Linked DNA regions of Mus musculus: region 2 is linked to region 1. A link is a contact called in public HiChIP or PLAC-seq data. All regions are on one chromosome and are shown on one strand. Each heading gives the region's core, a stretch centred on a gene start, on an enhancer-like site or on the middle of the called end of the contact. The rest is flanking DNA. Distances are from core to core; before and after follow the strand shown.

Evidence for each region. HiChIP or PLAC-seq counts read pairs in DNA pulled down with a chosen protein or histone mark.
Region 2: a contact with region 1 is called in an H3K4me3 HiChIP or PLAC-seq map of embryonic stem cells, with 15 read pairs. The contact joins the enhancer-like site here to the promoter of Cmtm8 in region 1. A contact is called at or near these places in 2 of 39 promoter capture datasets (embryonic stem cells and hematopoietic stem and progenitor cells), 1 of 484 Hi-C or Micro-C datasets (extraembryonic endoderm stem cells), 5 of 115 datasets of contacts at active chromatin or transcription factors (embryonic stem cells, pancreatic cancer cells and stem cell-derived neural progenitor cells) and 3 of 9 other capture datasets (adipose tissue, liver and pancreatic islet).

Annotation. Positions count from the first base shown.
Region 1 is chr9:114,841,024-114,846,878 of GRCm38.p6, reverse strand. Cmtm8 (CKLF-like MARVEL transmembrane domain containing 8) reads left to right here and starts at 2,727. Exons shown (of 4, transcript NM_027294.2): 1 at 2,727-3,098. The coding sequence starts at 2,952.
Region 2 is chr9:114,962,207-114,968,672 of GRCm38.p6, reverse strand. No RefSeq gene overlaps it. Among named protein-coding and RNA genes, the nearest start is that of Osbpl10, 13 kb to the left of the region's middle. Within about 2 kb of position 2,177, at least 6 of the 459 cell types and tissues checked have an H3K27ac peak or open chromatin away from gene starts, as enhancers often do. A contact at or near this core is called in embryonic stem cells, where this site is marked.

The DNA of each region.
Region 1 (5,855 bases), core at 1,478-3,977:
TTACTTTTTAAAGATTTATCTTTATGTACACATCTGTGTCTTTGTTGAGTGAATGTGAGGTGCAGGTGCCTGAGGAATCCAGAAGAGGGCGTTGGATCCGCTGGAGTTAGAGCTGCAGGTGGTCATGAACTGCTTGACATGGGTGCTGGGAACCCAACTCCGCTCTTCAGTAAAAGCAGTGTCGCTCTTAGTGCCTGGGTCATCTCTCCAGTCACTTAGTGTACCTTCCCAAAGTAAAGAAAAGCCAGACTCCTGAAAACCATCCTGCCCCAGGGGTCTCAGAAAGGGAGTGTCCTTTGTATTATGAGTAGAATCGCTGAGACTTCAAGTCTTCAGTATTGGGTATGTGTTGCCTTAGGCTCCTCCAGACTCCCCTGTCTCTCACTTCCAGCCACTTGAGCAATTTCTCTGAGCACTTGGTTTTTGGAGGCTCATTCCCATACAGCTTCCTAGCTCTGTCCTCAGTGGTTTGGTCTACAGTGGGGTCTAAAACTTGAATTCCGGAAGCTGGAAAGGTGGCTCAGTGGTTAAGAACACTGACTACTCTTTCAGAGGATGTGAGTTTAATTTCCAGCACCCAAACTGCAGCCCACAAGGTCTGTAACCGCAGTTCCAGGGGATCAGACACTACCATGCACATGAAACAGAAAGAAAGAAAGAAAGAAAGAAAGAAAGAAAGAAAGAAAGAAAGAAAGAAAGAAAGAAAGAAAGAAGTAGTGGTCTATGCCTTTAATCCCAGAACTACTTGTTATCATGGGTGGCAGGTGCCTACCTCAAGGAAAAAAATTTTTTTTTCATTGGTGGTGGGAGGAGAGACTGGGTCTCACTATGTAGCCCAGCCTGGCCTCAAACCCTCTATGGATCCCAATATGACCTTGAACTATGTATTTCTAGATAGGGTTTCTGTATCTAGGCTGAGCTCACTATGTAGCACAGACTATTATTTCAGACAGGGTCTCACCCTGTAACTTTACTTTTTTTTTTTAAGATTTATTTATTATTATAGGTAAGTATACTGTAGCTGTCTGAAGACACTCCAGAAGAGGGCATCAGATTTAGTTATGGATGGTTGTGAGCCACCATGTGGCTGCTGGGATTTGAACTCGGGACCCTCAGAAGAGCAGTCGGCGCTCTTAACCACTGAGCCATCTCACCAGCCCCTTACCCTGTAACTTTAGGCTAGCTTTGAACTCTATCCTCCTGCCTCAGCTCCCCCAGTGATGAAATTATCAGTATGAGCCACCACACTGAAACTGTTGGCATATTCTTGAAACACTTTACCCTAGAGTTTTCCTAGGGAGGACCCAGGTTTAAACTCTCCCCGCCCCCACCCCACCCCCAAGACAGGGTTTCTCTGTGTATCTCTGGCTGTCCTGGAACTCACTCTGTAGACCAGGCTGGCCTCAAACCTCTACCTCTCCAGGCTAGGATTAAAGGCTTGCAACACCACCACCCAGGTTAAAAAGATGTTTTTGTTTGTTTGTTTGTTTGTTTGTTTTTTCAAATCAGGGTTTCTCTGTGTATCTCTGGCTGTCTTCGAACTCACTCTGTAGACCAGGCTGGTCTGGAACTCAGAGATCTGCCTGCCTCTGCCTCCTGAGTGCTAGGATTAAATGTGTGAGCCACCATCTCCCATAAACTAACTCCTTCTATTAGCTTGTTCTTTGTGCTTTCTTTTCGGATCCACCAATAGGATACACTTTCTGACAACTTTTAAAATCTGATATGCCTTCACTTCGAATCAAAGCCCACTTGGTGGGTTCAGATGAATTGTCTCTTGTCACTCTTCACAAAACAAGAGGAGGACAGGCACATGGAAGCAGATCATTTTAGCCAAATGTCCATCGTCCATCAAAGTCCGTCTTGAAACACGGGTGGTAGCACTGAGGTCCAGTAAAGCAGAACCAATAACTTCATGCTAATTACACAAGTACCCAGGGTTCTGCGCAGCACTCACCTGACTGGCACACAGCTGCCCACGCAAGGAGATGTCCACCCCTCCTCCCTGACCCCGGGAAGCACAACTAGCTTGTCATAAACATCACTTTGCACAGACGGTTCCATTCAAGTTTGAAACAAGCCCCCCCCCCCCCAAAGCTAATGAGATCTGTCATATTGATACATCTTGACCAGGAATCCCGAACATCTCCCCCACTTTCCATCTTCCTCTCCACAATCCAGCTAGTCTCCGCCAAAGTTGTGGAGAGCGCCTAGAAGCCTCTCGCTCTCACTCCCCGGCGATTAAGTTGGTTCCTCAAATTGTTCCGGACAGGAGGGGCAGGAAACAGCGCCGGCTTTGGTGACGGCTGCAGCGGAGTGGGTGAGGGCTGTCCAAGCGGCCTCACATCGATCCCTGGTTTAAGGTCTGGTTAGGTCACAATTCTAGCCTCCCTCCCCCAACCGCCTGTAGTCCTGGAGCGGCCACGTCCCTAGAGGCCTGAGTTTCCTTAAGAGGCCCTGCTGCTAGTCCAGCCAGGTGGGAGGAAGCTGGTCCAAGTCTGGTGGCCCTAGGTGGGCGGAGCCTAATTGTGGCTCGAGCTAGAAGGAGTGTGACCAGGAGGTGCCGCTCACCCTTAGCGATCCGGTACGCGTCCCTGCACCCCCGAGAGCTCTCAGTCCCTGGGAGACAGGTGCTGTGGCCGCGCGGCGGCGCCCCCGAGGGGAGGTCCTGGAGTGCCCGCCCTCACCCGCCCAGTCTACGCCCCTCCTCTTCTCTCCCCTCCCCCGCAGTCCACTGCCACCGGTCGCCAGCGATCCCGTTCCCGGGTCTCCGAGCAGACCCAGAGTGCGCTCGCCGAGGTGTTGGGACACTTGCGGACCTGACCCTGGAGATCACCCGGGTTTGCCCGCCTCCCATCATCCGCGATTCCCTGGCCCGCGATCCTGAGCCCAGGGAACTCATTGGGTGGGGGTAGGGTCCTCGGGGACCCGGGCCAGCTCCCGGGGCGACGATGGAAGAGCAGCAGCGCGCGCGCTCGCACACGGTCACCACCACTACCAGCTCCTTTGCGGAGAACTTCTCCACCACCAGCAGCAGCTTCGCTTACGACCGAGAGTTCCTCCGTACCCCGCCGGGGCTCCTGATCGTAGCCGAGATCGTAAGTGTCGGGCCGGGCCGGGCTGGGCCGGGCGGAGGGAGGCAGGTGGACTCGGCTAGCTCGCGCGCCTCCAGCTCCGCCCACCGAGCTGGCTCCGGTCTTCCCGCGGGCTCCGGGAACACTCTTGAGCTTCGACTTCTTTGTAAAGTGCAAAACTCACATTCAGGTTCTTTCACCTGAGGCTCCCTTGGGAACCAGGGTTGTGACCCTCAGGATGTCTGCTGTGGGAGGTAACTCACAGCTTGCTGTTTTCATTCGAAGGATGGTGGTCTTTCCCGGGAGCCGGATACTTTGGTGGGCGTTTATAGATAATGGGTGTCTGGAATACTTAGGGCCTACCTCACCTGATCTCCACGTGCAGGGGTCCCTAAAAAACAACGTTTTTGTTTGTTTGTTTGTTTGTTTGTTATCAAACTGACCCTTCCAAAGTGCTGGTCTGGAACTCAGAGCTTCACGTGCCAGTCGGATGCTCTATCGCTGAGCCGCACCCCCAGTTTTAAAAGTTTTCCTATTAAAAGTTATAAAGGAGAGAACTTCTGAGTAATTAACTTCCTGTGGTCAAATACAGATGAATCAAGAACATTTCCCTGAATAAATCTGAGAATCTCAACCTCTTTAAGCCCTTGAGGGCCGCTGTACGGACTGAGCACATCCTGGTGGGGGCTGGGCAAGTGCCCGGGAGGGAGGCAGGACTTGTACGTGCTGTTCCTGGGAAGCCAGGCCTTCCGCCTGGAGTTCTGTTGACTACTGGTGGAGGCCACTATCTATTGTCCTCGCCCTCTACCAGGGTGTCAGTCCTGGAGGAGCTTCTAAGTTTGTGTAGGCCCTGATGCGCTCTCCCTTGAAGGTGGTTGCAAGTAAGCTTATTTTACACGCGAGGAAACTGAGTCAGAGACTGGACGGAAGTTTACACTTGTTGGCAGAGCTGAGATTCAAACCTATGTCTGCCCTTTTCTTGCTCCCTGCTCCTACCTGCTAAGGAGCGTCGACTCCCACAGTCTAAATAGGAGTCCCCCTTCTGTTGCATCTCAGACCCAAGGAAGCATTTGTGAAACTGAAATCCAGCCCATAGGAAAGCTAGAGAATGGGGGCGGAGATCGTGTTGTACAGTGGTTGAGTGTGCATGGACCCTCTGAGAAACCTTCAGCAGCCCCTGTGTGGATCCCGGGAGCTTGCTGACTCAAGGCGCAGATCCACCCCAGACCCACCCAATCAGCTTCCACGGAAAGTTGGGAAAGTGTTAGCTTAGCTCATCTCCAAAATGGTTGGCCCAGGCAGCCCCAAGGGTATTTGCAGCCCTATTAAATAGCCCTAAGTATTACAGTCACAGTGCAAGGCCTGGCCTGGCGTTAAAGAGCTCAACAAATATTTGCTGTGTGAGTGAGGGAGTTGGCTGGCTCTCCCGCTTCAGAAAAGCAAATAGACGCTCAAGTGACTGAGTTGGGGCTTCTGTGGGGTGGCTCAGACCACCACCACCTTGTGTTGGTGTGTTTGCTGCCCACGTGCTCTCTGTTACATACCTTCAGAGAATATGAAAGCGATAGAACTGTCAAGGACCCTTCGTCCCATCACTAAGGTGAACTACTGTTGATGTGTTCACATGGCTCTATAGGCTGCAGGGAGCTCCCCCATACAGTTTTTGGGGTTGGTGTATGTGTGTGCATGGGCATGTGTGGCTATGTTCATATTCCCCTTCTTTACTTGGGAGGGGGACGTGGCCTGTGGAGATCAGAAGACAACTTATGGCAGTCTATTGTGTCCTTCTGCCAAGTTGCCTCTGGGATTTGAAGGACACTGTCAGGATTGGTGGCAAACACCTTTTTTATCCATGGAGCTATCTGACCAACCCTCTACCTTATTTTTTGGTCCCAAACTAATGGCACTGCTGGGGGAGTCTTAGGAGGTGTGGCCTTGTTGCAGGAAGCACTGGAGGCAAGCTTTAGCCTGGGGCCATTCCCAATGCACTCTTTCTCTTTCTGCTTGTAGTTTAAGATGTGGGTCCTCGGGGCTGAAGAGGTGGGTCAGCAGTTAAGAGCATTGGCTGCTCTTCCAGAGGTCCTGAGTTCAATTCTCAGCAACCACATGGTGTCTCACAACTATCTCTACTGGGATCCAATGCCTTCTTTTGATAGCTACCGTGTATTCATATAAATAAAATAAAAATAAGTCTTAAAAAAAAAAGTGAGCCCTCAAACTTCCTGCCTCTGCCATCACCTTAGCTCTGTCTTTACGGGGTCTACCCTTCTGGAGCCATAAGCCCTAACAAACTCTTCTACAAGTTGCTTTATCACAGCAATAGAAAAGCAATACGTGGACCATGGAAGTTCAGCCCTGCCTGTCTTCCATGATAGCCATTATATGGCTTGGGTTAGACCAGTACCAGTTAACCTATGACTTGGCAAACACCTCACAACTGAGCCATAGGGTAACTTATATGGAAGTAGAGGCAGGCGGGTCAGGAATTCAAGGTCATCCTTGGTTGCATAACAAGTTCCAGGCCAGCCTGTGCTGTGCCAGTCCCTATCTCAAAATAAAAGGTTAATTCCAGTTCGTCTCCCCCATCCCATTGGAACGTTCTTTCTCTGTATAACTGTCATAGTGACATGGCTTCAAGTGAGGGTCTCTCTTCCTGCACACAGAGTACCTCGTGTGTTCTCTCAAATGAGGAAAATATCATTTTAAAATTTTTAAAAATTGGTTTATTGTTCTAGTCTTCCCACTTTAAAGCATTTTAAAAAAAGATTTATTTGTTTGTTT
Region 2 (6,466 bases), core at 928-3,427, 120 kb before region 1:
TTGACACGGAGAGGAGCTGCAGAGAAGACTTTCGGAGATGTCTGGGCAGTGAATGGTCCTGTCTTCATTGTGGACTTAGTGACAAGGGCCCCATGCTTTTGTCAAAGCTCAGACTGGAGCTGGGGTCCATAGTACAGCAGCAGAGTGCTGGCCCAGCACATGCAAGGCCATCCTTCTGTCCCTAAAACTCCTAACAACCAGAACCATTAATTAGGTTTGGGTTTTTTTTGTTTTGTTTGTTTGTTTTGTTTTGTTTAGGTTGCTTTGGCTTTCTGAGACAGAGTTTCTTTGTGTAACCCTGACCAGCATAGAGCTAGTTCTGTAGACCAGGCTGGCTTTGAACTCAGAGAGATCTTCCTGCCTCTGCCTCCCGATTTCTGGGATTAAAAGCCTGTGCCACAACCACCACCCAGCTCAATTAATTTTTTTTTAACTTTTTGTTGATACTTTATGAATGTCACACCAGGCACCCCAATCCCACCCATCTCCCACCCTTTCGTATCTGCTCTCTGCCTCAGCAATCTCCCCAAAACAAAAAAAAACAAGGAAAACAAAACGATAACAACAAAAACAACCACAACAAAAACAACCCCTTGTCATGGAAGCTATAGTATGTCACAGCTTGTCATACTTTTGCCCCAACAGCTTTACTTGCAAATCCTCATTGCAGTGAGCCACTGGTCTGGTTCAAGTCCCCTGGCTTCTGCTACAGATCAGTATTGACCCTCGCTGGGACTCCTCTGGATATCCTGTTGTTGCCCTGTGTCACAGAGAACTTTCAGGTTTGCGTCTGCAGGACCCACCACTTCATGTGGTCCTGCAGTTCATAGATCGGCAAACGTTGGGGTAGGCCAACTCAGAGCCCTGGATCTAGGTCTGAGTGGAAGCTGAGTGTGTCAGCCTACCAGATCTCCTGCACCATGCCACCAGGGTTGGCTCTCCCGCCTGCTGTGGGAGGGAGGGAGAGGGGTGGATTCCCTCCTAGGCCCCATGCCACTGTTCAACAGACACTAGGTCTCCCAAGCTCACAAGGGCCCAGTTCACTTGTGGCCAGCCACCCCTGTCCAACCCCTGCCACCAGGGCCAGTTCTACTATGCTGCCCAGGCAAGGTGCAGGGGGTGGCTTTCCTGATTGCTGCAGCCGGTGAGGGATGGGGCCAGCTCTCCCTGAGTGCCACAGCTGGCAAGAGGTGGGGTCAGCTCTCCAGCACTCACTCCATCTGGGCTCGCCCATGCCATCATAGGCAGCTCTCTCACACTGCCCAAGTGAGGAGTAGGGCTAGCTCCCCTACAGCAGACAAAGTGTGGGGCCGGCTCTGCACAGTGCTTGGACATCAACATGGTTCAGGAAGCAGCACATACCATGGATAGCCACATGGCCTTTGGTGGTAACACAGGTCTCAATAATCAACACAGACCCTGGCAGCCATAGGATCACAGACCCAGACATGGTCCCTGGAGGCAGCATGGGCCCAGATGTCACCATGGCCTCAGGTGGCAGCCCAGACCATGGACATCCACTCAGGCCACAGACATCGACACTGACTCCAGACATGGCCCTCAGCAGCCGCCCAGACCAGGACTTCACGATGACCTCAGATGACCACACACACACACACACACACACACACATCAGTACAGCCTCCAGCCATCAACATGGTCTCAGGCAGCAGCCCAGACCACTGACATCCAGATGGCCTTCAGTGGCAAATGGAGCCGCAGACATCAGTACAAACCCCACTGTGGTGGGACCTCGGGCCCAGACATCACCATGGCCTCATGTAATGGTTGTGCAGGCTTCTCATGTATACCTCTTCCTCGCCACCATCGCATCTCCAGTTCCACCTTAAAACATTCAGTTCCACCTTAAAACATTCAGCTCCACCTTAAAACATTCAGTTCCACCTTAAAACATTCAGTTCCACCTTAAAACATTCAGTTCCACCTTAAAACATTCAGTTCCACCTTAAAACATTCAGCTCCACCTTAAAACATTCAGCTCCACCTTAAAACATTCAGCTCCACCTTAAAACATTCAGTTCCACCTTAAAACATTCAGTTCCACCTTAAAACATTCAGCTCCACCTTAAAACATTCAGCTCCACCTTAAAACATTCAGCTCCACCTTAAAACATTCAGCTCCACCTTTTCTCCCAAATCTCTGTCACATATGCGCGCATCACATGGTGCCCGCCATGTGGCAGGGCGGATGCTTGGGTGTCTTTCTTCCGGCCCCTCCCAGACTGCAGCCTTCATTTTTTTTAACATAGAAAATATATGGGGTCAGATGCCCCGTGTGCCTTCATGTCAGGAAAATAGGTTTTCCACGCTGGAGGACAGAGGGATGGGCAGATGGAGTGATGGTTGGTAGATGAAGAGATGGATGGAGAGACAGCTGGATGGACAGACAGACAAATGGTGTGTAGGGATTGGTAGGTGAGGGGATGTGAATGGATGGATGGACGGAGAATGGCTAGATGGATGAGCGGGTAACAGGGGGTGTTTTAGTTTCCTTTCTGTTGCTGTGAGGAAATCCACGACCAAAAGCAACCCCGAAGGAACAAAGGTTTATTTCAGCATTCACTTCCAGGTCACAGTTCATCATCGAGGAAACTCAAAGCAGAACCCATGGAGGAATGCTGATTGCTAGGTCGGCCACAGGTTCATGCTCAAATGGCTTCCTTACACAGTCTTAGGAATAGACTTACCTCTCAAGTCAATCACCAATCAAGACAATCCCTCACAGTGTAGCCATGGGCCACTCTGGTCTTAAGAATCCTGCACCTGGTACTGGAGAAATGGCTAGGCGGTTAAGAACACTGACTGCTCTTCCAGAGGTCCTGAGTTCGATTCCCAGCAACCACATGGTGGCTCACAACCATCTGTAGTGGGGATCCGATGCCCTCTTCTGGTGTGTCTGAAGACAGCAACAGTGTACTCACATACATGAAATAAATAAATCTTAAAGGTGGGAGGGGCTGGCAAGATGGCTCAGTGGGTAAGAGCACTGACTTGTTCTTCCGAAGGTCCTGAGTTCAAATCCCAGCAACCACATGGTGGCTCACAACCATCTGTAATGGGGATCCGATGCCCTCTTCTGGTGTGACTGAAGACAGCTACAATGTACTTATTGCCGGGCATGGTGGCGAACGCCTTTAATCCCAGCACTTGGGAGGCAGATGCAGAGACAGGCAGATTTCTGAGTTTGAGGCTAGCCTGGTCTACAGAGTGAGTTCCAGGACAGCCAGGGCTACACAGAGAAACACTGTCTCGAAAACCAAAAAAAAAAAAAAAAAAAGAGTAGGTGTGGCTCTTGTCGAGAACCTGGATTCCATTCCCAGCAGCCACAGGGTGGCTCACTTCTGCCCAAACTCCAGCTCCAGGGGATTCACATTCTCCTCTGACCTCTTTGGATGCCAGGCAATCATGTGATATACCTGTCATCCCAGCTCCAGGAGATCCAAAGCCCTTGTCTGGTCTCCTTGGGCACACACATGACACACACACACACAACACATAAATATAAACACACTTTTTTTTTTAGGTTATACCGTCCTAACATGGCAATGGGTATTTGTAATCTCAGCAACTGGAAGGCAGAGACAGGCGATTTCTTTGGGTTAAAGGTCAGCCTGAGACTGTATTAAAAACTATGTGTTGGGGGATGGGCTGCTGAACAGGTAAAATTGTTTGCTTTATAAGCCTAATGACTGGATGCCCAGATACACAGTAGAAAGAGAGAAGCCACTCCTGAAAGGTTTTTTCCCCTCTGAACTTGAACTATACACACATGATGATGATGACGACGATGATTGATGATGAAGAGGAGGAAGAGGAAGTAGAAGGTGGCAAGGAGGAAGAAGAGGAGGAGGAAGATGAGGAGGAAGAGGAACAAGAGGAGGAGGAGGAAAAAGAGGAGGAAGAGGAGGAGGAGGGAATGTTTTAAGAAGTACCAGAGTTACCTACAGAAGGAGAATGCATACGTCCCTTGTAGTGTGTGCTCACTGCCCAGCCGAGTTCACAGCATGCACTTCTCCGCACACACAAAAGATGGGCAAGTCACCCAGAGGAGCCATGCCAAGGTGAAGAGCTCTGTCTCTATAGTCTCGTATCAGAGGCCTAACAAGGGGGTGTCCCAACCAGCCCCCTTGATAAACTGGCGACAAGCGATGGAGGATGTGGGGGAGGTATCCATTGTTTGGGAGGCACTGACAAATCTCTCATTATCCTGGGAAGGACCAAGCTGGATACTGCTTCAGCTGTCTCAGGTCGGGGTCTGAGTGTGCTGCTGGAGGCAGGGGAGGAAACGCCTGCGGGGTGGGCTGGTGCTGGAGATAGCCTGGGGAGACAAGGCTGCCAAGGAGGATCCAGATGGAGGAGCAAAGGTAGGACATGGTTACACAAGAGCTGGGAACATCCAGTCTCTCTGCTGATCTGGAATGTTGTAGAAGCAGGCAGGGGACAGGCTGTTCATCAGGCTGTCCCTGCAAAGCCCAGGAACACCTCAGTGCCTCTTATCTCTGTGTCTTCAGTCTTGAATGGGGGGGGGGGATCCCCAGCTTTTGAGGAATGCTCCCTAACATACACACACAGAACAGAAGTCAGACCCCAAGTTTAAAACAAGGAAAGAGACAGGTGCAGAATGGAGGCAGAGATGCTCATCCTGCATCCAGCTGCCTGTCGGGCCTCTGCGGGGGGCAACGGAGAGTCAGTGCTCCTATTAAAAGTGGCCGCTAGGTGCCTCAGTGGTTAAGAGCACCGGCTGCTCTTCCAGAGCCTGTGTTTGACTCCTAGCACCCACACCATAGCTCACAGCCATCCACAGCTCTAGTTTCAGGGTATCTGATGCTCTCTTCTGACCTCCGTAGACAGCTGGTCCCCATGTAGTGCAGGCACACGCATGTAGGTAAAACACCCATACACATTTTTGTAAAATAACTTCTGAATATCACTCAGCTGGTGGGTCTCAGGCTGGCAAAGTGGAGCTTTCTGGGAGTGGAGCCTTTTGGTACATGTTACCCTGAACCAGACCCCTTTACTTCCTGAAAGTGTTTGGGAAGCCAGGCTGACCTCTGGTCACCACTCAGTATCAAGAAAGAACAAGGAGACTCCAGAAATAAAGTTGCCACAAGGAAACGCGTGGCTGGCCAAGGGAGGCTCCAGATTGAAAGGGCTGCAGGGAGCAGATCCCAGGGTGAAACAGAAGAAGTCTCCTACCCAGCTCTTCACTGGAGAGCAATGGAAGACAGAGAGAGAGAGAGAGAGAGAGAGAGAGAGAGAGAGAGAGAGAGAGAGAGAGAGATTAAAAGAAAGCAAGGTCCCAAGCTGAGGCCCTAGCAAGGAAGAAGATAAAGAGAGGCCATTTGTCCTTTGGCTGTCTGTCAGGGATAAAGACTGTATCACCTCTTAGTCACTTGCAAAATTAGTGTGTTTAATATTTATGTAGAAATCATAGATTGAATTTACACCCAAGGAAAAGATGTGTAGGGGTCAGGCATGTGCTGGGTTGCAGAAGGGTTTGCCCTGCATGCAGGGAGCTCTGGGCTCCATACCAAGCACTGCAGAGGTGAGTCACAGTGGAACATCTCTGCAGTTCCAGCCTGGGTAGGTAAAGTGGAGCAGAATTCAAGGCCATCCCCACCTACATAGGGAGTTCAAGGTCAGACTGGGATATATGAGACCTTGCTTAAGAAAAAGAAAAAAAGAAGGAAGGTAAGAAGGAAAGGAAAAGAAAAACTACAGAAGGATTCCACTCCCTTCTGTGTCAAAGGAATGAACATACAGACCAAGAACTTGGTCAAACTCAACAAGGACCTTATTATAGCCCATTGGCGGCCCTGGGAATCTTTATCTTTCCACATTGGAAGACACAGGACCTGCAAGTGAGCTCAGCAGGTGAACTTACCACCAAGCTGGACAGCTCAGTTTCACTGACCCTGGGGACCCACTTGATGAAAGGAGAGAAATTTAGGTATAAATTTTTTGCAGCCTATTTTTAATAATGGTTCAACCGTCCCTCCATCCCACAACAGCAAAAGTAGTGGAAGAGAAAAGTTATTAGGATGTGGGGGAAGTGAACCTGACCTGGTCAACAATAGTTCTTTGGGACAGAGCTCGATCTTTGACAGCAGTTCAGTCCTTTAGCAAACACCAGATTCAACTCTGTGGCTACAGACCAGCTCTCTCGGCAGGCAGACACCAGGCCCGAACCAGCAGCTGTCGTTCAATCCTGAAGAAACCATCAAGCTCACCAATGGACCTGAGGTGAGGCCTCAGAACTGGCAAGCTGCTGCAGGAACCTCACGAGCAGTTCTTGGGCAAGTTTCTCTCAATGGCAGAGTGACCAGAGTTGAGCTCAACAATGCTATGTAAGGCGAACCAATACACGTGTGTCATTAGCAAAGAATAACGAGGCGGAGCAAACCAAACCAATGCTCAGTGCTCGTTTCCCACTGTCTGTGGGGGT